Regions from separate parts of the Mus musculus genome. Here regions 2, 3 and 4 are each linked to region 1. The links are chromatin contacts, called in public Hi-C and HiChIP or PLAC-seq maps. All regions are on one chromosome and are shown on one strand. The core of a region is the stretch at or near the end of the contact, and the rest is flanking DNA. Distances in the headings are between cores, read along the strand shown.

Region 1 (5,235 bases), core at 655-3,154:
AGGGGTGGGGTGGGGGAGTCATGGCAACCAGAGCTTGAGGCACCTGTAACATAGTGTCGTTATGTTACATTCTAATGTTACATTTGAGTGTGTGAAACATCAGCAGAAAGAACTGAACGCTGATACTCAGCTCACGTCTCCTTTTTATTCAGCTTGGGGCCCCAGACCTTCCAACAAATGGTGCCACTCATATGCCCAGTGGATCTTCCCATCCCAATTTCCCAATCTGGAAAGCCTCTCACAGATATGCCTGCATTTCCTTGGTGATTTTTAATGCTGTCAGTTTGAAAATCAACATGGACCATCATGCTACTTTTAGAAATTCATTGGAATTTCATTGGCCTAAGCTGGGTAAAAGTACTAAGTGTTGTGGCCCCTAGTATGATAGGCACTCAGGAGGTGTCACCTGACATCATGGTCTTGCCAATGAAATTGTGCTACAGTTCCTTCTGACTTTTGTGGTATCAAGGTGTCCTGGGTAGGTTTTTGTCAACTTGATACAAACTAGAGTTATCTGGAAAGAACTTCAATTCAGAACATTCTTCTACCTAGATCTCCACACATGCACGTCCATAGATTATTCTCCCAATTAATGATTGATGTGCGGGAGCCCAGCCCACTGTGGGTGGTGACATTCTTGGTGCATGAGTGATATAAGAAATCAGGCTAACATCACACCTACAGTCTAGTGTCTTTGGTACAGAACGCTATTCTGCAAGCTACCAAATAGAAACGTAAACACCAACTCAACCACAAATGCTTTGATCTACAATGCTGTTCTGCCTGCAAGAAAGCCAGGACAATGGTGGCACAAAGCTTATAGGAGTTGCCAACCAATAACTTATTTGACTTAAGGCCCACCCCATGAGATGGAACCCATATGTGACACTGCTTGGGTGACCAAGTACCAGAGACTAGACAGCCTATGGACCTAGAGTAAAATTAATTACTACTGTTCTAGACAAAAATCATAACAATAAAATAATTTTAATGGCATTCCATTGACCCATAGATCAGTGCATTGTTCAACCGTCTTCACCATGCAGCCTGCATCCTCCTGCAGCAGATGGGAAAAAATACAGAGACCCACAACCAGACATTATGCAGAGACCTTTGAACACTCAGCCCTAAATGGATGTCTTCGTCAAATCTAAAGGCTCAGAAAACCCTTAGGAAGAGGAGGCAGAAAGAGTGTAAGAAACAAAGAGAATGAAGGACATTAAAGAAAGATCTTAAGACACAGAAAAGTTAAAGGAGCAGTGGATAGGTAATAGAGTTGGGTTCCAGAGCCTCTCCAAATGGCCTCAGGCTGTGGCAGATGGCTCCTGGATTTAACCTAGCTAGAGGACAGAGATCTCCTAGGTCCATTTGGGGATCCATAGGCACATCTCTGGATGCTTATAGCTCCATCAAATGGTTCTCAGGTCGCAGGGCTGAGACACTAGTGAGCAAAGGTCACACGAAGTCATCCTCTCCTTCCTGGAAGGTAGAGCGGGGCAGCATTTGGGCCAACTACATTTTCAGAATCAAAGTTCCTATGAAAATACAATTTGCAACAAGAGCATGGTGCCTGGCTGGGAAAGGCTTGGATGCTTGGCATGGCATGGATGCAGACCCGGCTATGAGAGCTAGATTCTGGATGTGGGGCAGTATTTAAAAAGGATCTGGGAGAAGAGTCTTCCTTTATGGACAAGCTACAGTTAGACTAATGGATGCCTATAGTCGGGTGCCTACAAGGCTCAGCAGGATTCTGGCTAGCAATTTTCTGTTCCCTTGGCACATCAGAGTCACAGCAGGGTAACTCCATGGCCAAGGCATCATCTCATGACTAGAGTTGCAGGGTAGCTCAGGAGAACAGTCTGCTATGAAGCTTTCAGGGCTCCCCGTGAAGTTTCGGTTTCAATCTTAATAAAATATTTTTGAAAATTTCACAATTGCAGAACAAACAAAACCATGAGTCATGGCTCACAATTTCCCGGTGAATTTGCTATGTGATTGTGTCTCTGACAAGTGCATAGTTTCCAAGGACAAGGGAACCTTAATGTGAATATTTGACCTGAGGGGCATATGGTAAGGGGGAATAGTACAGCATCCCCCTCCTGGATATTATGTTCAACACCAGAACCCAAACGAGACTCAGTAGAGCTTGGCTATGAATTTTCCCAACTTCACACATTCATTGTAGTCCCCTCTTTCTCTGTATGTGTGTGTGTCTCTGTGTGTGTATATACATGTGTATGCCTGTATATACGTGCAAGTGCATATCGTGCATGTGTGTGGTGGCCAGAGGACAATCTAGAAGATTCTAGGTACTGAACTTGGGCTTTTATGCTTCTCAAAACAAGATGACTGAGCCATCTCCCCAGCCCCTCATCATCTGATTATTATTATTATTACTATTATTACTATTTCTGAATCATATTTTTGTCCTCTGCAATTGCATAAAATGAATTCTTCTAGGCCAACCATTTAAAAAAAAAACAAGATTAGATTTTCGTGAATGGAATGGTAGAAGTATGTGCAGAACCCTACAGGATTCTGCCACTTAAAGAACTCAGAACATTTCCATTCTCCTGTGGAAGAAATGGAGACAAGAAGCCAGACTGTGACACTGTCAGATATTCCCAGTAGCAGTACATTGCAGCCCACTAGACAACCAGTTAACAACAGCCAGAGGAACAAGGATCCACAGTCAAGTACACGTAGCCACGACTGATGCCACTCGACCTACAATACCCAAACAGGTCTCACCAGACTCAGCAATTATTTTCTCTTCTCAAGATTTTGACTTTTTGTTTGTTTGTTTGTTTGTTTTAACATATAGGCTCATTAACCTTGGGCATGTGCTACTTCAAATTTAACCTTGGACATGTGTTGATGCAAAACAAGAGTCTCATCTCATCTCCTCTCCCTACAGTTGCTTGCCACGATTCACTCAGCTCAGGCTCTTTGAGATTTTCAATTCTTATTGTCAGTCAGTGGGCTAAACCTTGCGGTAAAGGTCAAGGTTTCTCCTATCTCACACCATCATTGCCTTTTACACTCTCCCGGAAGGGCTCTTGTGCAATAGAAACCTGATTCAAGGGAACACATCTCACCAGAGACCTTTCAGTGAACGATGATCTGCAAATAGTCATTTTGTTGCTTGCCGAAGAAGGGGCTGAAATAAAACTTCAAATAATGACTATCGCATGTCATCCTCCAAGCCACCCAGGGTACCAAGGAGAAGCTTGTCCATTTCAATGGAGGAGATGTTATACAGTTATCCAAGTCTTGTTTGTTAGGGGGAGGGCGAGTGCTTTGTTTTCTTCTTGTTGATTTGGATTCCTCTCTCCTTCCTTCCTTCCTTCCTTCCTTCCTTCCTTCCTTCCTTCCTTTCTCTCTCTCTCTCTCTCTCTCTTTCTCTTTCCTTCCTTTCTCTACATCTTTTTCTCTTCTCTTCTCTTCTCTTCTCTTCTCTTCTCTTCTCTTCTCTTCTCTTCTCTTCTCTTCTCTTCTCTTCTCTTCTCTTCTCTTCTCTTCTCTCCTCTCCTCTCCTCTCCTCTCCTCTCCTCTCCTCTCCTCTCCTCTCCTCTCCTCTCCTCTCCTCTCCTCTCCTCTCCTTTCCTTTCCTTGTTGTTTTGTGTTTGAGACAGGTTCTTATATAGGCCAGGCTCCCCTCCAATTTGCTAAGTAGTTGAAGGTGACCTTGAACTCCTCCTGGTCCTCCTTTCTCTGCCTCCCACATGCTAGGGTTACAGAGATGGACTACCATCCACAGATTATTTGTTTTGTTTTGTTTTGTTTTGTTTTGTTTTGTTTTGTTTTGAGAGTCTTGTTAGGCAGTCCAGGCTGGCCTCAAACTCACTACACACACACACACACACACACACACACACACACACACACACACATACACATATATGTATGTATATATATATGGCCTCAAATTCATGGCCATTCTCCTGGCTTAACCTGCCAAGCTCTAGGGTTTCAGGCTTACATGGCCATGCCTGGCTCTCGGGACTTTGAAGAAGACATATGGATGACGGCTATACTCAAGAGAGAGTTTCGTTCTGTGCTTCTATTGTTACTATGTAGCAATCTGACCACCCTATGCTGTGAAGACTTCCCAGTGGGTCCCATGTACAGACTGTTCTCCCCAGCCAGCCAGAGTTACTGAGTAAGTGTCAGCGCTAAAGAGAGTTTGGATTCCGGAGCCCGCATACCTACCAACTGAGTGCAGTGACCTGCTTGTAACCCCGAGTCTCTGAAGGCCGAGAAGGGAGATCCCAGGAGCAAGTTGGCTATTGAGACTAGCCATGTTAGAGCTCTGGGTTTTACTGGAGACACTATGGCTCCAAAGACAGTAGTAAAAGAACTATCAAGGATGATTTCTGACATTAGTTTCAGGTCTACACACATGTGTTCCCAAGCAAAGATATGCATACATACAGAGAGACAAAGACAGAGATGGAGACAGAGAGAGACAGAGACAGAGAGACACAGAGACAGAGACAGAGACAGAGACAGAGACAGAACGAGAAAACCTTCACAACTTAGAATAAAAGCCTGAACCTGCATATGCTGTGCTTATACTGTCTACTTTCCCATTCTGCCCTATCTTCCTAGCCCAGCTTATTTACTATTCTTCAGGCCTTTTTTCCTGTCACAGGATTTTTACATGCTATGATCCTTCTCCTCTCCTCGAGAGTCTCATCTTATAATATACCTTCTCCCTCTCTTCTGTTTAAAGTGTCCCTTCCTGGTAGAACGCTTTGGATAAACAGGTGAGGTCATCTTCCAGTGTATCCCAGAGTGCCCTGTGCCAGCCTTTCACTGAACTGACCACTGTTGGGTTGGGATGGTCATTCTTCCCACTGTTTCGTGCCAGGCTTAGCCACTGCCCAGAAGAATGGATTTGACTTAGGTTATATTGCAAATGAAGACTGCTTTCCTACCTACCTTCTTTCTATGCCAATGTTCTTATCAGCTTTTACTTCAGCATCTAACAAAGGAAAAGGGTCAGATCAACATCCATTCCCCCTATGGAGCAATTCATCTCAAAATCAGGACCCTTGGTGACTAAGTTCAAGGGCATGAGCTGGTTTCCAAAAGTGTGTTTTTGTACACTGACATCCCTTGGTTTTATCCTTAGCCAATGTGTGAGAAGCTGTAGAAGCCAAGACGTGACCCACATGGTACAGGAACCCATTTGCCTCCCTGGGTGCCCCTCTCACTAGCAGGTTTAATGGC
Region 2 (5,471 bases), core at 2,093-4,592, 160 kb after region 1:
TTCAGAGCACCCATCCAGCAACATCTGCCACTAAGAAACAGATGTCCCTGTTTTATTAGCATCCTGTCCCTTCCTTCCTGACACCCACTCTACCTAAGAGCCAGTGAGCACTGGCAAGACCTTGGGGAAGAGATGAACAGGGAAGTGGGGAGAAGCAGAGCAGACGTGTGCCCTTCCACACAGCTGGTACACTTGTCCCTGCCCAAGAGCCTGCGGCATCACTGCCATTAAAGTCATGGGGTTTCTTTGGAGTCAGTAAGGTAATGGGGGAGTAAACTTGAATCTCTCTGAACATCTGCACTTGTATGAACAGCCAGCATTTCAGAGTCATTGATCATCATTAATGGGGCTGGGATGTAGCGCCACGGTACAAGCACTTGCCTAGCTTGCAAAAAGACCCCACCTTCCATAGCTAAAACTGGAAGAAGAGGAAAGGAAAGAAGAGCTAAAGAGAATGAAACATAGATAATTTTGACAGTTAAGACACAAGAGTCTATGAGTCCATGAGGGTCAGGGACAACAGGGACTCCAAAGTGTCCTCCGGTCACAGACCCAACATCTCCCCTCTCCATCCCCTTCCCCTCTCCTCTGCCACCTGATAAGACAGAAAGTGGTGGTGGGAAGGGCACCTGATGAGACTCAGCAGGGCTACTGTGCTAAGGTGGGACGACAAGGAACCTTTGTATGCATGCACAGTTGGTTTCTACATAGCCTGTCCTGTTCCTCCGGATGTGGATGCTTCCTGTGGATGGTCACAAACTTGGGGCTCTCGGCTAAGTTTGACTGTGGCTACCCCACACAGGGTTCCCAGAGCAAGGAAAGCAAGCACCAACTGAAGAACTCATGACCACGAGCAGAACGCCCACCTCCCATGGTGTATAAATCTGTACTACTTCCTTATCATGCATACCTGGGATATTTGTGTCCATAAATACTACCAAGCCATTTAAATGAAAACATGGACATTGGCATTAATGTTGTTTTTAGATAGATATTTTTACTTCGTAATTTTAAAAAGAGCAGATTAACATAGCCATAGTGGAAATCAGTTTGGAGGCTTCTTTAAAAAACAAGCAAAACAAAACTCCTAAAAACAGAACAACCATATGACCCAACTACTTTTCTCTCCCCTTGGTGTATACCCAGAGAATTCCATATCTTGCTATACTCCGTGTTAATTGTTGCCTTATTCACTAGAGGAGAGAGCTGGAATCAACCTTAGTTGTCCCTCCACAAGTGACTGGATAATGAAAATCGGATATATATGAAATGTAGATAGATATAGATATCACATTTAATATATATAGGAATACTACTTAACATATATAGAATAATATATATACATACACACACATTTTTATATATTACATAATGGAATACTACTTAGCTCTAAAAAGTGAAATTTAAAATTTGCAAGAAAATGGATGAGATGCATATTATTAAGTAAGATCACATGATCTCAAAAAAGAAACTGCATTTTCAGTCTCTCACAAGTGGGATATGGCCAATAATATATGTATATATGGAAACAAATGTGCACATGGCTACAGGAAACATGGAGAAACAGGACAAGGTAAATATACAGGGGAGCAGGAAGGGCAGATGCAGATAATGCACATGAGTTAGAAGAGAGAATACAAAGCTGGTTGTTTTTCTAAGTCGAACTCTATCCTGGGTGTTTGTCTGTCTGGTTGGTTGGTTTGGTATTTTTGATGGTAGATAAGTGCATAAAATAGATCCAATAATAAAAGTGTAAAACCTAATTCACAGCTTCCATTCTGAACGCCAATTCTCACTGTATAAAAGCTCACTGGGTTGTATAGACCCTGGCTCTGGTTAATCTTGGTATGTGAGGTTTTTACTTATTTGCAAAGTTTTTTATAATAAGGTTTACTTTAAAACATTATTTTGTTAACTTGGAAGAACATATTAAGAAAATGAACTCTCTTGTGTTGTGTGTGTTGTGTGTCTTGTCTCTCTCTTGTGTGTCTCTTGTGTTTGTCTCCTTTCCCTTCCCCTCCTTTCTCTCGTGTATGTGTGTGTGTGTCAGTGTAGGGGTGTGTGTGTCAGTGTATGTATGTGTGTGTCAGTGTGTGTCAGTGTATGTATGTGTGTGTGTGTCAGTGTGTGTGTGTGTCAGTGTGTGTGTGTCAGTGTGTGTGTGTCAGTGTGTATCAGGGTATGTGTGTGTGAGTGTGTGTGTCAGTGTGTATGTATATGCATGTTTACAAGCAGAGCCCAGAGATTTTCAGTGTCTTTTTCAATCACCTTATGTTTTTGAGACAGAGTCTCTCTCTAAACAGGGAGCTTATCAATTCGGCTGGGTTGGCGGAGGGATCCACCGGTTTGTATCCCCCCACCCCCCAGCTGACTTTTCTTTGGGTGCTTAAGATCTGAACCCACATCCTCATGCTTCAAAGGCAGGATTTTTCCAAGTGACTCTTCCCATCCCATCCTTCCTTTAGATCCTCTACAATACATAATGGAAAAGCAAGTACTGCTGGGCAAATGGATAGCAGTTTGGTCTCCAGAAGTCATAATCCAAGAATCAATTTTAGATTGCACATAAAACATTCCTCTGTATCTTCACACTGAGATTTTAAAGGGATTTTATATCGGTTGTCTCTGAATTGGTCCCTTCATACCAAACATGACTAAGCAGAACAACACTGGACTCCACTTCATCCCCTAATAATTAGAAAAACACACCTTTGGGAGAAGTGCAGAAAACCATGCTAAAGGAAACATCAGAATGAGAAATAGAGCCAATATTTAAGACAATGAAATGACTAACAAGCTCTGCAGTTACACACACACACACACACACACACACACACACGGTGCCTCAAATCTCCAGTATAAATATTTGTTTTCAATGTTGTAATAATCTGTGCTTTTCACAGCATTACTCACAAAATCAGACAGACCAGCCGATCCTAAGGCTAGGAAAGTCTGTCACACTGGAGGAAAGAGAGCAGGCAAGAGCAGGGGACCCTGGCAACAGCAACTACTCCTTAAACCCACCCCAGTTTTAAGGATATTGCTGGAATAATATACTTCCACTCTGTGAAAGGGAAAGGGGACAGATGGTAAAAGATGTGTGAGCTTGTGTGTTTGTATCCAGAGACCCAGAGCAAAGGAGAAGGAAGGAGCCAAAGGCTGTGCGGGTGGAAGAGAGGACCGGGAAGAGGGGGAACGATCTTGCTAGGCCTTGATTAGGAACATTTTAAAGGAAGGGTGGATAGTCTTTGAAACCAGATCCGCTGCAGGAAGGAGGCCAGCACCCAGGACACCCTGTCTTTCAGAAGGGGCCACCCACGGTGCCGCGAGTCATATGACTGCTCTGTCACATCCTGAAGCCATTTCCAGCCCATGCACACGTCTGTGCTCCCATTTAGAGAGGATGGGATATATTGGGAACACACATATGGAAACACTTTCAGAGAATCAGTTTCCATGAAATTCATAATGAGCCAAGTGGCTTCAGATGTGGCTGCGTTCCTCCGATTAGCCAGGAAAAAAAAAAAAAAAAAAAAAAAAAGAGGAGGGGAAAAAGGAGGGAAAAGGGGGCAAATCCACCCTTTCAGACCCTATTTCAGTTTCAGAAAAATTAAAAACCACTAATGAGTTATGGCTACGAAAATATGGAGCCAGGATTAAAATGGGAGAAACTAGGAAAACGAGGCAAAGAGATTGGGAAGCAGTAGTCTTTCCCCCTAAAAATAACAGCTTCTATATCGTAATCTTATCTTGAATCTGGGGCGGCTTTCCTGTGATGGTATCTACCCGGAGCAGTGTAATTAATTTTCTGACATCCTGGCCGAAAGCAGTGAAGTGCGCATGTGCGCACGAGGGAGCCCAGGGAGGCGGGGAGCAGGGGCGGGAGGCAGAGGCTAGGAGAGCAACTCTTATTTGATAGCATATGTGGTCAATTAAGATTATTTTAAAAATTACAACTAAATGATAAATTGTTCCTAAGAAAAATCTTTTTCTTTCTCTTTCTTTCTTCCTTCCTTTCTTATTTTTATTTTTAAAGCTAGAATACAGAGAGTGCAGCCTGGTACTTTCTCATGACTTGAGCTAGTGGTAACTTGGACTGTATTAAAAGTATAAAGTTAGTTGACATCTTACATATGTGACACCAAAGCTTAAGCTGACAGGAAGCCATGGAACAGAAGAAAACAGCAAGTGGAAAGGCTCCTCACGGGATACCTGAGTGATATTGGTAGCTTAAAATATCTTATATTAAGACAGACAAAAAGTTCACATGATTTTTTTCTTAGATAAAACATGAGATTTGAATATACTCTCCTCAGGGTTAACTATGGGTGCCAATGGGCTGGGTAGCATGGGGAAGGGGTCCTCAGTTTTCATTTGCCCTGTGGGGTGCAGTGGAAAGCTGAGCAGCATTTCCTTGCAGCCTGGGGGCAAGCCTAACCCCACGCTGCAGGAATGCTCCGACCTGCCATTTCGGGCTGATGGGCTGGGAACCAGACCTAGTGACTGCTTAACCAACCAGGCTCTGCTCTTCCCCTGAGCTCCTCTAAGTGTTCTGGTATTTACATCATCCCACATGTGAACGGAGATTGGCTTAAATGGATGAATGGCCAACCCAGCAGCTGAGGCCGCGCTACCACAGCTCTGGTGAGCAGGCAGGATGACATCCATAACACCCTTGCTACTTATATTATAAGTAGATCTTCCACAACGGAGACTGCGTCACCAACCCCATCTTCTGAATGACAAACTCAAAGCTCAAAGAAGTGATTCCCGTAAAGTTACAGTTCTTGTAAGCAGATGAGTACACAGTGACCCTGGCCCTAGAACTGTGTGTCCCTTCTGCCACCATCTCTGCTAAGGTACTCTCTCAAGTCAACTCCGATGAATAACAGTCTAGCTAAGGCTGATGGTAACGCAGGTGGCGGCTGTGGGGATGGAGCTGAGATAGGGCATGGCGAATTGGTGTCTGCTACCTCTTGCCATAACTGACCCTGCTCTTGAATGTGGGTATTGTCAATATCACTGATGCCCTGTGCGGGCCTAAGTAAATCACATTTTATATTCCTTAGGCTCCCTGGCTCCTGCCCCAGGGAAACAGTGAAAGCACATGGCCGACATCTCTTCTTCTTACCTCTGTTACTGATTATTGGGAGCAAGCTAGAAAACCCATGAATCCAGACTCTGAATGCTCAAGTTCCTGACTGGCGCACACACTTGGCCCAAGGGTCCAACCAGAGTCTTGTCTAAAAGACTCTGCCTGGGAAGAGGGGCATGTGACATGGGAAAAGGAGACTAAGTTCTACTGTCCTCTAATACACAGACTGTATTTTTTAGATAGAGTTTCACATTTGTCCTATAAAGTGGCCCCTCTATATCAAATCCCAACCCAGCCTCAGACTAGCCCTCTGGAGTGGTTTGAATGAGATGTCCCTACCCTGTGTGCCCACAGTTCTTAAGCATTTGAATAATTG
Region 3 (4,896 bases), core at 2,162-4,661, 140 kb after region 1:
ATTCCTCTGTAGCTTTCTATTGCTGGCTGCTGGCAGCCATCTTGAATACTATTCTAGCTAGAGCTAGGAGATGAATGAAGATTTACTGAAACCCAGAGAGAGAGAGAGAGAGAGAGAGAGGGAGAGAGAGAGAGAAGTCATTTTGATCATCCTGGCTTCTCATCATAAATCTTAAGTCCATATGAAGTAGATGTTAGACAGTTGTCTGGAAACTGTTTTAAGATGCTCAGGGAGAGAGAGGACCTCCACTATGTTCAAAGGAAGCACTTCTGTCTCATCCCTGGGCTTCCCCAGACACCCCACACTCTGGTGCAAAACTTAGTGCACCCCAGGGGTTCCATTGCTGGCTGTAGTGCCGGCCCTAGATCATCTAGATCATCACTGCACTGTCCTAGAGACTTAGAAAGGGGCACCAGGTGCGATTCCCTTCGGCAGGTGCGGGGGTGGGAAGGGGGCACAGTCACTCATTGGAGAGAGTTGGAATTGATTGACAGGGATTTCTTGGCTGTGGCCTTTCTCTTTCCTGTTAAATGAGTCCAACAACTGCCAAATGGAGTTCAAGAATACTTTTTTTTTTTTTTTTTTTTTTTTTTTTTTTGCCAGTAGCGGTGTTTATATGAAACTAAATGGAAAACCTTGGAAGAGACCACAGATAGCTGGGGTCAAATTAGGGCCAAAATCTCCGTTGTTCTGAAAGCGTGGATGTGCTTAATATTTCTGGCCAGTGTGATGTGAGGGCTCTGTGCTGCTTAGGGACGGTGCCTATGGTAAGAGGCCTGCTGCAAAAGTAGTTTTCATGTTTGATAGGGGGAAAAAGATGCAAGGGATTTGAATCAGGGATTTATTAGCTCAGGGGTGAAGTGCATGCCTAGCAAGCAGAAGGCTTTGGGGTTGGTCCCTACCACTACACATACATACAAGAAAAAGAAAAAGAAAAAGAAAAAGAAAAAGAAAAAGAAAAAGAAAAAGAAAGAGAAAAAAAAGGAAAAGGAAAGGGGGAAAAAGGGTTCAAATTCTATAGAAAACTATCACTTTCAGATGTTTTAAATGTTAAAATTGTACATAAAAAAAAAATCCCACTTGTGGCTCTGGCTTTATTGTGATTCAAACTAATTGAAAGTTTTTCGTATGCTTTTTAAAATAATCATCTTAATTATCATGAGTAATAATAGGTACCCTCTATTTTACACCTATTACGTGCCAGACACCTTGCAGGGCATTTTCGTATCTCGTTAATTCATTTGCTTCGCATAGCCTCCATTATATAGATGAGAAAGGAGATTGTGTGCAAATCCGGGACTTAGGAGCGCTGCCTTTGCAATCAGGCAGATCTAGGCTTGAGACTTAATAGCCCTGTAACCTGGGACAAGTCTGAACCCCAGCTTCCTATCAGTGAAGTTGGGAAGAGAAACACTGTAACCTCTTCAGGGGGCCGCTGGGAAAACTGAGATAAAACAAAAGAAACATTACAAAAAGTAGCAGGTGCCCACGGCATTCTGTGACCACTACTAGATCTGACTTACTGCAGAGAGATTGAAGCAACGGCTTTCAAAGCCATCCAAGAGAAGAGCATCTTAGATCACCAAGCTCTCTCTCCCCCGGGTACCATCTGGGCTACCTGGATGTCAAGTACAGCATAGGAGGAAAAGGTCTGGGAGCTCTTTCTGCACCAAATGGCAAGAATGGATGTTGATAAAAGGATGCTTAGGGATATTGAGTATGAAGTAAACAGGAAAAACAACAAAGTACACTGAAGGTGATTGTTGGAATGAGTCTCCCATATGGCCCTGGGAGCCAAATCCCATAGACCCCTACCACGGGCACCTCAGTCTCCCAGAAATAATAGCAGGGTAGCCCGAGTCCTCTCAGAACAAGAAGCTCTATACTATCTCTGATAGGTCATTGGGAAAGAAGAAAGCCTGTTGCAAATGGCTCATATGCTAAAACAAAATAGAATCTGACAGATTGATGGGCTCTGACAGGGGGAAGAAGGAGTCAGAAAGATGGAACAAAGATGCCATTTTAAAAAATTGGCTCGTGGTCAGGATTTTACTATTTTCTATGGCAAAGGAGCCAGTGAAAAGTTCCTCCTACTGATGAATATTTTTTTCTACAGTCATTCAAAGTCAAAGGGACCAGAGCTTTGGACCCTCCCTCTGGAGGAACCTGGAGCCTGTCCTCTGGATAATTCAGAACAGGGCTGCATGGCAAAGCAAGAGGCTTCAGGGTCCCAGTAAGCAGCCGGACGGGGAGCAGGCGCAGGGGGGACACATTGTGTTTTCAGCTCAGATTCTGTGATCTTTCTGCCAAACAGGGGTTTACAAAGCAAAAGCTTCCAGAGAATTCTCATAGTTGCTGGCTTATTCTCTTGGTGTTCTTCTTAACAGGAATCAGCTGTTTGCATTCTCGCTCATCCAGCCTGTCACTGGGGAGCAGTTAGCATCTGGTCTGGCTATTATTAAAAATAAGAACATCCCGCTCTGTCGGGAGAACAGTACCCCGGTAATAAAAGGACAGAGATCATTTGCATTTGGAATCAGAGATGTGGCTCATGCAGGGTCTGTCCTTCCTCCCTCTTCCTAAAGTCTCCACCATGGGTCTCCCTCTCCTGAAACAGAGAGGCTGGGCTTATGTTCCCTTTCCTGAGGAGGCAGGAACCTCTAGTCCTGAGCTCCAGAGTGATAAATCTGAAGCACTAGCCTTTTTTTTCTTTCTTTCTTTCTTTCTTTCTTTTTAACAACTGCGGAAATGAAAAAGTAAACAAGACTTGAGCTGTGCTGGTATTTAAAAGAACTAGCTTTTGTTGTTGTTTTTGTCTTTTTCTGCTTTTGAGCACTGGACTAGGAGCCTGAAGGAACCATATAATTTATTTATTTATATATGTATATATATATATATGTGTGTGTGTGTGTGTGTGTGTGTGTGTGTGTGTGTGTGTGTATGATCCTTGAGAGGTTTTATTAGCCAATAAAAAGCCCTAGTTCCTATTAACCACTTAACTCCTTGGTCAGATTCAGCACTTGCTCCCTCCTTAGAGACTTCTCTGCCTCCCATGGCTCAGAACTGCAAACTGATCCCACCAGCCAATTTCTGCACCACCTGTTCTAGAAGATTCCAGTGAGAATCCTCTTCCGTGGTCATCTTAGAATTTCTCCTCTGCCAATGCCCCAAGGACAATATGGTCATAGCCAGACACATTTTCTCTGCCCAGAGACTGCCACCTTCTCCCCCGCCAAAGTTTCCTCAACCCCTGCCAAAGGGGCAAAGCCATCATGACCCTCATGGTCTATAATCTTAAATATTGAATTCCAATGGAAAAGTTAGGCCGAAGGTTAGACCAGTAGAGGCCAAGAGCCCATGTCTTTTTGGGAGGCAGAACAATGAGGAGAACCCAGAGACAGAAAGTGAAACTAGTCAGTTGCTTGACTGGCTGAAAAGGATGGTGTTCCAAAACCAGGCAGTGACTTGACTGAGGGAAGAGAGGATGACAGAGGGAGACATTTAAAGCCTTAAACCATTTCATCAGGACCCCTGCCCCTGTAAGTTCGGTGCTGCATGGGTTTGTTGTTGTTGTTGTTGTTGTTGTTGTTGTTGGGTTTTTTTGGGGGGGGTTGGTTTTTTATTGTTGTTGGGGTTTTGTTTGTTTGTGGGGTTTTTTGGTTGGTTGGTTTAAAATAACATATCTGTAGTATGGTTAAATCAACCCATTGTGAGATTCTACTTTGGAAGCTCTTGGAACCCCTACCTAACACACCATCTCTAAGTGCACTATGTCTGAGCTCTGCTCTTCTCTACCCTTCCCCCACATTCAGGCTAACTCTAGTACTTCTGACACCGTAGAAGTTTCCTAAGACCTGTAGAATACAAAGCCACATGAAGACTGGTTGTATTTTTGTTCTGGTCCTAACTCGTCACATTCCTTTGTCACTTTGTCTTCCAGCAGAATTTTGTTGAGAGAGAAGGGGGGGGGGGTGATCTTTTCTGTATGTTGTTTTTGCTTGCTTGCTTTTGCTTTTTAAAAATGGCAGGTGGGATACTTCACTTCCTAGTGTCTCAGAGTAGGACCAAATGAGCTGGTAAGAGCACATAGCCTTTAAAAAGTGAGCTGTGGGGATGGCTGGGTGGATAAAGTCCCTGACTCAGAATCATAAAGACTGACTTGAGTTTGCATGCCCAAAACCCACATGAAAGCATGTTGGGTATGGCAGACTGCCCGTTATTCCAGTAGATACAAGGAAGGCAGAGGAGAGCCCTGAGACAAGCTGGCCAGCCAGACTAGCCATCTCTGACTTCTGGGTTCAAATGAGAGATCCTGTCTCAATGAATAAAGTGCAGGGTGATTGAAAGTGACTCCATATGTCAACCTTGGTCCCCTCAGGCAATGCACATCCTTCCCACATATGTGTAAGTACACACACTCAAATACACATGCACACCACGCACACATACATGGAAGTGAGCAGAAAGAAGCAAGCAACATTCAAAATGCTAAAAAAAAAAAAAAGTAAATAAATAAAACAGGGTTTTTTAAAAAAACAAAACAACTGTGCTAAGTGGCCAGACACCAACATGACATCATGACAAGGTCAGAAAATGACATAAGTCTTAGTAAAGGTTAAGCAAATTTCCAGAATGGCATCTTTCTGCTTTATGATTGGCTGAGCGATTCTGACCAACAGGACTGGGTTGAGTCACAAGAAGCTTTACAAAAATTAGCAACTGCTTCTTCTCAAATGTCAAGTTCATCATGCTTCTCTAACTCCAGGAGCATCCTGTATCCCCTGCCCATGTGCTTCTCTAACTCCAGGAGCATCCTGCATCCCTGTCCACGTGAAGAACTAGTAACTGTGGGATAGCAGTGCTTTCCCCAGGCCATCCCCAAAACCCAGGAATCAC
Region 4 (5,379 bases), core at 2,401-4,900, 200 kb after region 1:
GTAGTTACCAAATCATATGATGTATATATGCATATAAAAGTAATCATGACTGTAAATAATATAGAAACACATACCCTCCTCTCTCTCTCTCTCTCTCTCTCTCTCTCTCTCTCTCTCTCTCTCTCACACACACACACACACACACACACAAACACATGCACACATACAGACAGACTGAGAATTTTTATAAGATGGCTATTTTGAATCTTGATCAACTGAAGTCCAGTACTTTAAAGTTATAACATCCACAGGCTAGTGTGAACCTCACCCTTGCACTTTTATCATGAGCACATCTAGCACACATTTTTTAGCCATTTGCTTCATGAATGCTGTTTAAAGTTTCAGACAGGTTAAAATATGGTCCTCTCACAGAGTACTAACATTCTTCCAGTATACTGAGACATATTATTTTTTATTTTATTTTTTTTACAATTCCAAATTACTTTTTATGCAACTGCATTCATTTACTAAACAAACCCAAAGAAAGAAAAGGCTACTCTTAGGAAATATCCAAGAATACATTTGCAGAGCATGGGCAGGAGACCGAAAAGAGGTGGGTCAGAAACATTTCTGTTTTGAGACCGTTATGCATACTTAAGTATAGCCACTACAGAAGAAAACCTAGCCATCAAAAAAATGCACATTTAGGGTTTATTGCATGTTTTGTTTTGACTTGTTTTCTCATTAGTCTACTCTGCCTCTAGCAAGGACAACAAGAAGATGAAGTAATATTCTTTGACCTCTTGATATTTTTGACATGCAGATTAAAGATCTGCCACGATCCACACATTCTTGTCAACGGGACCTCAAAGCAATCAAACTGATCCTAAAGTAAGGTCTGTATTTGTACCAGTTGGGTAGAAAACCAAAAAGAGCTGGGATCTTAATGCATCATAGCCAGTTATGACCTGATGCTGGTGTTAAGAAGAAACAAAGTGACCTGCGCACTGAAACATATAAGCAGAAATGCAGTGTGGAGAACCGGAGCTAATTATGAATCCAAAATGGGTTCTGTCTGCCTGAAGAACTATTCACTGACCCTGCCTCTAACTACCAATCAAGGCTTCCTGTTAGCCCTTGGCTATTTTTGAAGCAAACTAAATGAAACTGTTATATGTGTAAGAAATTTACACTCAAATCCGAGTCGGCAACACTAATCTTCCAATGGTCAGGGTGTGATGCTGTCCCCTGCACCAGCTGGATACAATATAGAATTTATATCACACATTCTCCCACAGCACAGCTCTTCCCACCCCGCCACAGTGTACACGACACAGCTGTAAAGCCCAACATTAGCAGAAACCTTCATTTTCATCCCCAAGTTATCAAATGTCAAAACGGTCTTAATAAAAGGAAGAAATCAGTATCTTCGCATCTTAAGTTTTTCACGAGCCGATCGCAGCTCTGGAAGTCACGAAATGAACACATCTTATCTGGTAGCCCCTCACCCCCAGCCTGCCAGACTCCAAGTGAAACCTATGCGTCTGTCTTACCTGTAATCTGACTCTGTCCTTGTGGATTAAAAGGACTTGGTGCAGAGTTCAGGGAGGGCCGTGGGTTCTGAGGCGGGACACCTACTCTCATACTGGGATGAGGAATGCGCCCTAAATCACTGAGGCGATCAGAGAACAAACTAGGTTTAGAGTCATCAAGCTTCTGTCTGTGCCCTGGAAACAGCAAATCATAAAATAAAAGCACATTAATTAGCTGAACAATTGATCGTGCTATATAGATATGTGTAACATACATACTGGGTGGTTTAAGCCAAGGAATTATCAACACTGATATTTATTATGATCCGTCTATGCAAGCTGCTCTTCAAGCATCGTAGGGTGACAGACCTTCCTAATTCTATCTGTATGCGGGGACTGAGGGTCCCAAGAGTGACCTGAATCAAGGGTTCAAGAGGAACTCTCGGGGTGCCTCCTCTAGCCCTGCAATAAGAGGATGGGAAGACTGAGTGCTCTGGGGAATCCCTTCTCGCTTCACAATGGGGAGCCCCGTCTGAAAGCTCAGGGAGTCAGCTACATTCTCACAAACCCAGGGCAGGAACACGGGCAAACGCTTTTTGGAAGGCAGATTTCCATAGTGTCTCTAGTGATCTGTTTTCTTTTTGTGGTGCAGCTAGCTACTTATTCCTTGCTGAAAAGTTAAAACTCAAAAAAGGGAAACAGAAAGGAAGAAGGAAGGCAAAAGGAAAAGGGGCAGAAAATGGGGGGGGGAGATAGAAGGGAGGGAGAAACATAAAAAGAAAAGAAATACAAATACAAATACAAAGAAAGTCAGAAAAGAAATCTGACAAAGAAAATCAGATTTTCAAAACGGACAGATCTGGGGATTTTGAGATGTGCTAAAGCCCAAACGCGTATAATACACCCCATTAAATCACATAGAATATGTTTTCTTTTAAATCTACCACTGTAGCTTTATGCAAGAAAGTGGAAAGTGGTGTTGGGCCAAATAGGTGACTGTGAATGTGGTCACCCATTATGAGAGGGAGGGAGAGAGGGAGAGAAAGACGGGGGGGGGGGGGGGAAGGATGGAGGGGGGGAGGAAGGGAGGGAAGGAGGAGAGAGAGAAAAGAGGAGTGAAGAGGGAAGGAGGAGAGAGAAATAGAGAAACAGATAGGCAGACAGACAGACCTTTTCTTTCTTCTGGTTTATTCAAGTTATACAGCAAAGGAAATCTGGGTATTAAAGAAATGTGCAAATTAAAAATAGATCAAGTACTGAAACATCTTCAAAAGTCACAAACTCATCTACTATAAGGGATGTGGCAGTGTCTTGGTGCTGTGACCATGTGTGGCTGTGCACCTAACAGGAGAGGGTTGCTGTGCTGGGGAGCCCTATCTGCTGCTCAGCACTTTAGAATGTGTGCTCAAACAACGGGAACTGATGCAAGGCATGGTATGGGAATGATGACTGAATGAGAAGATGCGTTCTGAAGCAAAACTCAGGGAACCTGATTATTACTCATCTAAGAAAAAACCCTGAGCATGGATTATGAATAGCCTCTGTCGGGAATGGGTATCTGTCATGGCCTTAAGTGCTGTGACACCTTACCTTCCCCTACATTCAGCACAAGGGAGACAAATATGTCAGGAGAGGGTTAAGTTGAGCATTAGAATTCCCTAGCTATAAGCTGTCTTCATAAGACAAATTCCTTATTTTATTTGCCCCAAAATGTATTTTCCTGTCTCCCTTTTCATTGCCTACCCAGCCCAAAGAAAACAGACAGGAAGCCAAGGCTTGGTAATATGAGTGTAGCTGTCTCCACAGCCAAGCATGTTCCAACTGGGCCCATTAACTGAAATGCACCCACCTCCTACTTCCTGCCAGTGTGTGTTTTGGGCAGTGGATGTAACAGAAGGACTAGACCTAGTTGAAAACATGATCAGGAAAAAAACAAAGGAAATCCGTTGTTAATTGTCATTTTCCCCCAGTTTATACAGATTGCAAATAGATTTTACACACCTAAAGGTCTTTAGAGGTGACCCAAAAAAGCCTCTAGACCCAAACGAATAAATTATTCATAGGTGAAGTGGCCAAAGTCTGCCCAGGCGGGGCACCTAGGCCATGACCCTCAACTCTTAACTAGCTTGGCCAGCACCGCTTTACAGCTGTTACATGTAGGACGTGAGCTTCCTAGTCATCATGAGGTCTCATCAATGCTGGCTTTCTGTCTTCCTCTCTGAGCTGCCTCGGGTCACTCAGTGTAGCTAGAACACTTCAGAAGTAAGCTCAGCGAGGTGTCAAGACTAGTTTTCAACCTAAGCTGAAAGAATAGCTAAAATTCAATCACAATAACTCACCCATTCTCTTAATAAATAAATGGCTGTAGCAGACTGTCTTTGTATAGCTCCCTGGCTCTAACTAGTTTCACAATCAGGGAATTATTATACAAAGACTTGTTATAGTCAGATGTATAGAATATCTTTCCTCCTCTTCTTTCTTTTCTGATCTCTCTCTTTCTCTGTCTCTCTCTCTGTCTCTCTGTCTCTGTCTGTCTGTCTGTCTGTCTGTCTCTCTCTGTCTCTCTCTCTGTCTCTGTCTGTCTGTCTCTCTCTCTGTCTCTGTCTGTCTGTCTGTCTGTCTCTCTCTCTCTCTCTCTCTCTCTCTCTCACACACACACACACACACACACACACACTGACATACCTATTAAAAGCTTTTGGAGCCACTTTCTGGAATGGAGTGGTAACTTCCCTGAAGGCTAAAGAGAAGGCTGTTCAATCTTACATGGACTCATATAGACCACACTGTGTGTTCAGCATGTACAATATATGGGCACATCTTTATTTACTCTTAGCCCAGTGCTGGTCCTATTAGGAGAATGCAGACAAGAGGAAAGGACTTTGAATAGTCCTTGGGTGTGAAAAATGTAAAGAGCAGGTGAAATTTTTAAAGGCCCAACGATTTTTTTTCATTAGAGTTATCCTCAAAGACAGCTACCTCAGATGTGCAGACAACCTAGAATAATGTATAGCGTATCTTTCAGAGGATACCAATATAGAAAAGCATATGGATTTTCTGTGTTTCTCTATCCTCTTCTAGAAACCATCACAACCACTACAAGATCCTTACAGTACAATGCTAAACAAAAGCCAAATAGGTTCTTCATCTTTCAACCATGACGAATAGTGGCTGCCGCTAAACCACATCACGGGGCACTCAAATGACAGGCTAAAAGACATGCTGCAGTCATCAGCACCAGGCAATCCCTCCAGAACTAAGAACACAGGACACAACAGAGTCACACACTGAGACAAGGACAGGGTGACTGGTCCTGCTGTTTGGAGGACTAAACCTTACTTGCTCCTTAAGAGGAGCTATGCCAAGCAGCAGGCAGATGCAGAGAGTGGGCAATTTTTATGTTACTACTCTAGGGGGAAAAAGTCTAGAGGAAAGACTCTAGGATCTGAAGATAAGCACCCACCTGCCATGCAAGCAACAGGACCAGAGTTCGGATCCCCAGAACCCAGCAAGTGTGGGTAAGCATAGGGCTCACCTAATCCCAGCACTCAGAAGGGACAGACAGGGGATCTCCAGAACAGACTGGGTAGCAAGACTACCCCATACCAGTGAGCTCTGGGTACCAGTGAGAGACTCTGCTTCAGTGAATAAGGTGGACAGCAACTGAGGAAGGATTCTGATGTTAACCTCAAGCTTCTACACACACACACACACACACACACACACACACACACGAACACCTGCCTCTACACACTCATGAAAACATGTGCTCAAATCACACATAGCTATGGGGGGAGGGGTGCTGTGTGAAAGCACATCCTGGAGCCTCCCCTCTAGCTGAAGCTTCTTTCTCCATAAGTCGGTCATCCTTCTGGACCGGCTGAATAGGAAAAGACTCCCTCAAGCT

The links. A called contact is a pair of places that touch in the nucleus more often than the background predicts. HiChIP or PLAC-seq counts read pairs in DNA pulled down with a chosen protein or histone mark.
Region 2: a contact with region 1 is called in a FOXA1 HiChIP or PLAC-seq map of pancreatic cancer cells. The contact joins two enhancer-like sites. A contact is called at or near these places in 1 of 15 datasets of contacts at CTCF or cohesin (CD8 T cells), 24 of 484 Hi-C or Micro-C datasets (CD8 T cells, CD8 central memory T cells, the CH12 cell line and 16 more) and 9 of 115 datasets of contacts at active chromatin or transcription factors (CD8 T cells, bone marrow-derived dendritic cells, bone marrow-derived macrophages and 6 more).
Region 3: a contact with region 1 is called in a BATF HiChIP or PLAC-seq map of CD8 T cells, with 8 read pairs. The contact joins two enhancer-like sites. A contact is called at or near these places in 2 of 15 datasets of contacts at CTCF or cohesin (both in the NIH/3T3 cell line), 22 of 484 Hi-C or Micro-C datasets (the C2C12 cell line, CD8 central memory T cells, the CH12 cell line and 17 more) and 6 of 115 datasets of contacts at active chromatin or transcription factors (CD8 T cells, effector CD8 T cells, embryonic fibroblasts and 3 more).
Region 4: a Hi-C map of CD8 T cells shows a contact between it and region 1, with 6 times the contacts expected there. The contact joins two enhancer-like sites. A contact is called at or near these places in 1 of 15 datasets of contacts at CTCF or cohesin (pro-B cells), 10 of 484 Hi-C or Micro-C datasets (the C2C12 cell line, CD8 T cells, Th1 cells and 5 more), 10 of 115 datasets of contacts at active chromatin or transcription factors (CD8 T cells, the HPC-7 cell line, Th17 cells and 7 more) and 2 of 9 other capture datasets (bone marrow-derived macrophages and embryonic stem cells).

What each region holds. Positions count from the first base shown.
Region 1 is chr17:44,457,332-44,462,566 of GRCm38.p6, forward strand. No RefSeq gene overlaps it. Among named protein-coding and RNA genes, the nearest start is that of Runx2os3, 100 kb to the right of the region's middle. Within about 2 kb of position 1,905, at least 43 of the 459 cell types and tissues checked have an H3K27ac peak or open chromatin away from gene starts, as enhancers often do. A contact at or near this core is called in CD8 T cells, the NIH/3T3 cell line, Th1 cells and 4 more, where this site is marked.
Region 2 is chr17:44,615,064-44,620,534 of GRCm38.p6, forward strand. All of the region lies in intron 5 of Runx2 (runt related transcription factor 2), which reads right to left. Among named protein-coding and RNA genes, the nearest start is that of Runx2os3, 56 kb to the left of the region's middle. RefSeq lists an enhancer at 2,657-4,581. Within about 2 kb of position 3,343, at least 76 of the 459 cell types and tissues checked have an H3K27ac peak or open chromatin away from gene starts, as enhancers often do. A contact at or near this core is called in a colorectal cancer cell line and pancreatic cancer cells, where this site is marked.
Region 3 is chr17:44,595,885-44,600,780 of GRCm38.p6, forward strand. It overlaps a transcript of Runx2 not described here. Among named protein-coding and RNA genes, the nearest start is that of Runx2os3, 36 kb to the left of the region's middle. Within about 2 kb of position 3,412, at least 45 of the 459 cell types and tissues checked have an H3K27ac peak or open chromatin away from gene starts, as enhancers often do. A contact at or near this core is called in CD8 T cells, the NIH/3T3 cell line, Th1 cells and 1 more, where this site is marked.
Region 4 is chr17:44,657,026-44,662,404 of GRCm38.p6, forward strand. It overlaps Runx2 (runt related transcription factor 2), which reads right to left. Exons shown (of 7, transcript NM_001145920.2): 4 at 1,494-1,667. Among named protein-coding and RNA genes, the nearest start is that of Runx2, 77 kb to the right of the region's middle. Within about 2 kb of position 3,651, at least 27 of the 459 cell types and tissues checked have an H3K27ac peak or open chromatin away from gene starts, as enhancers often do. A contact at or near this core is called in CD8 T cells, memory CD8 T cells and muscle stem cells, where this site is marked.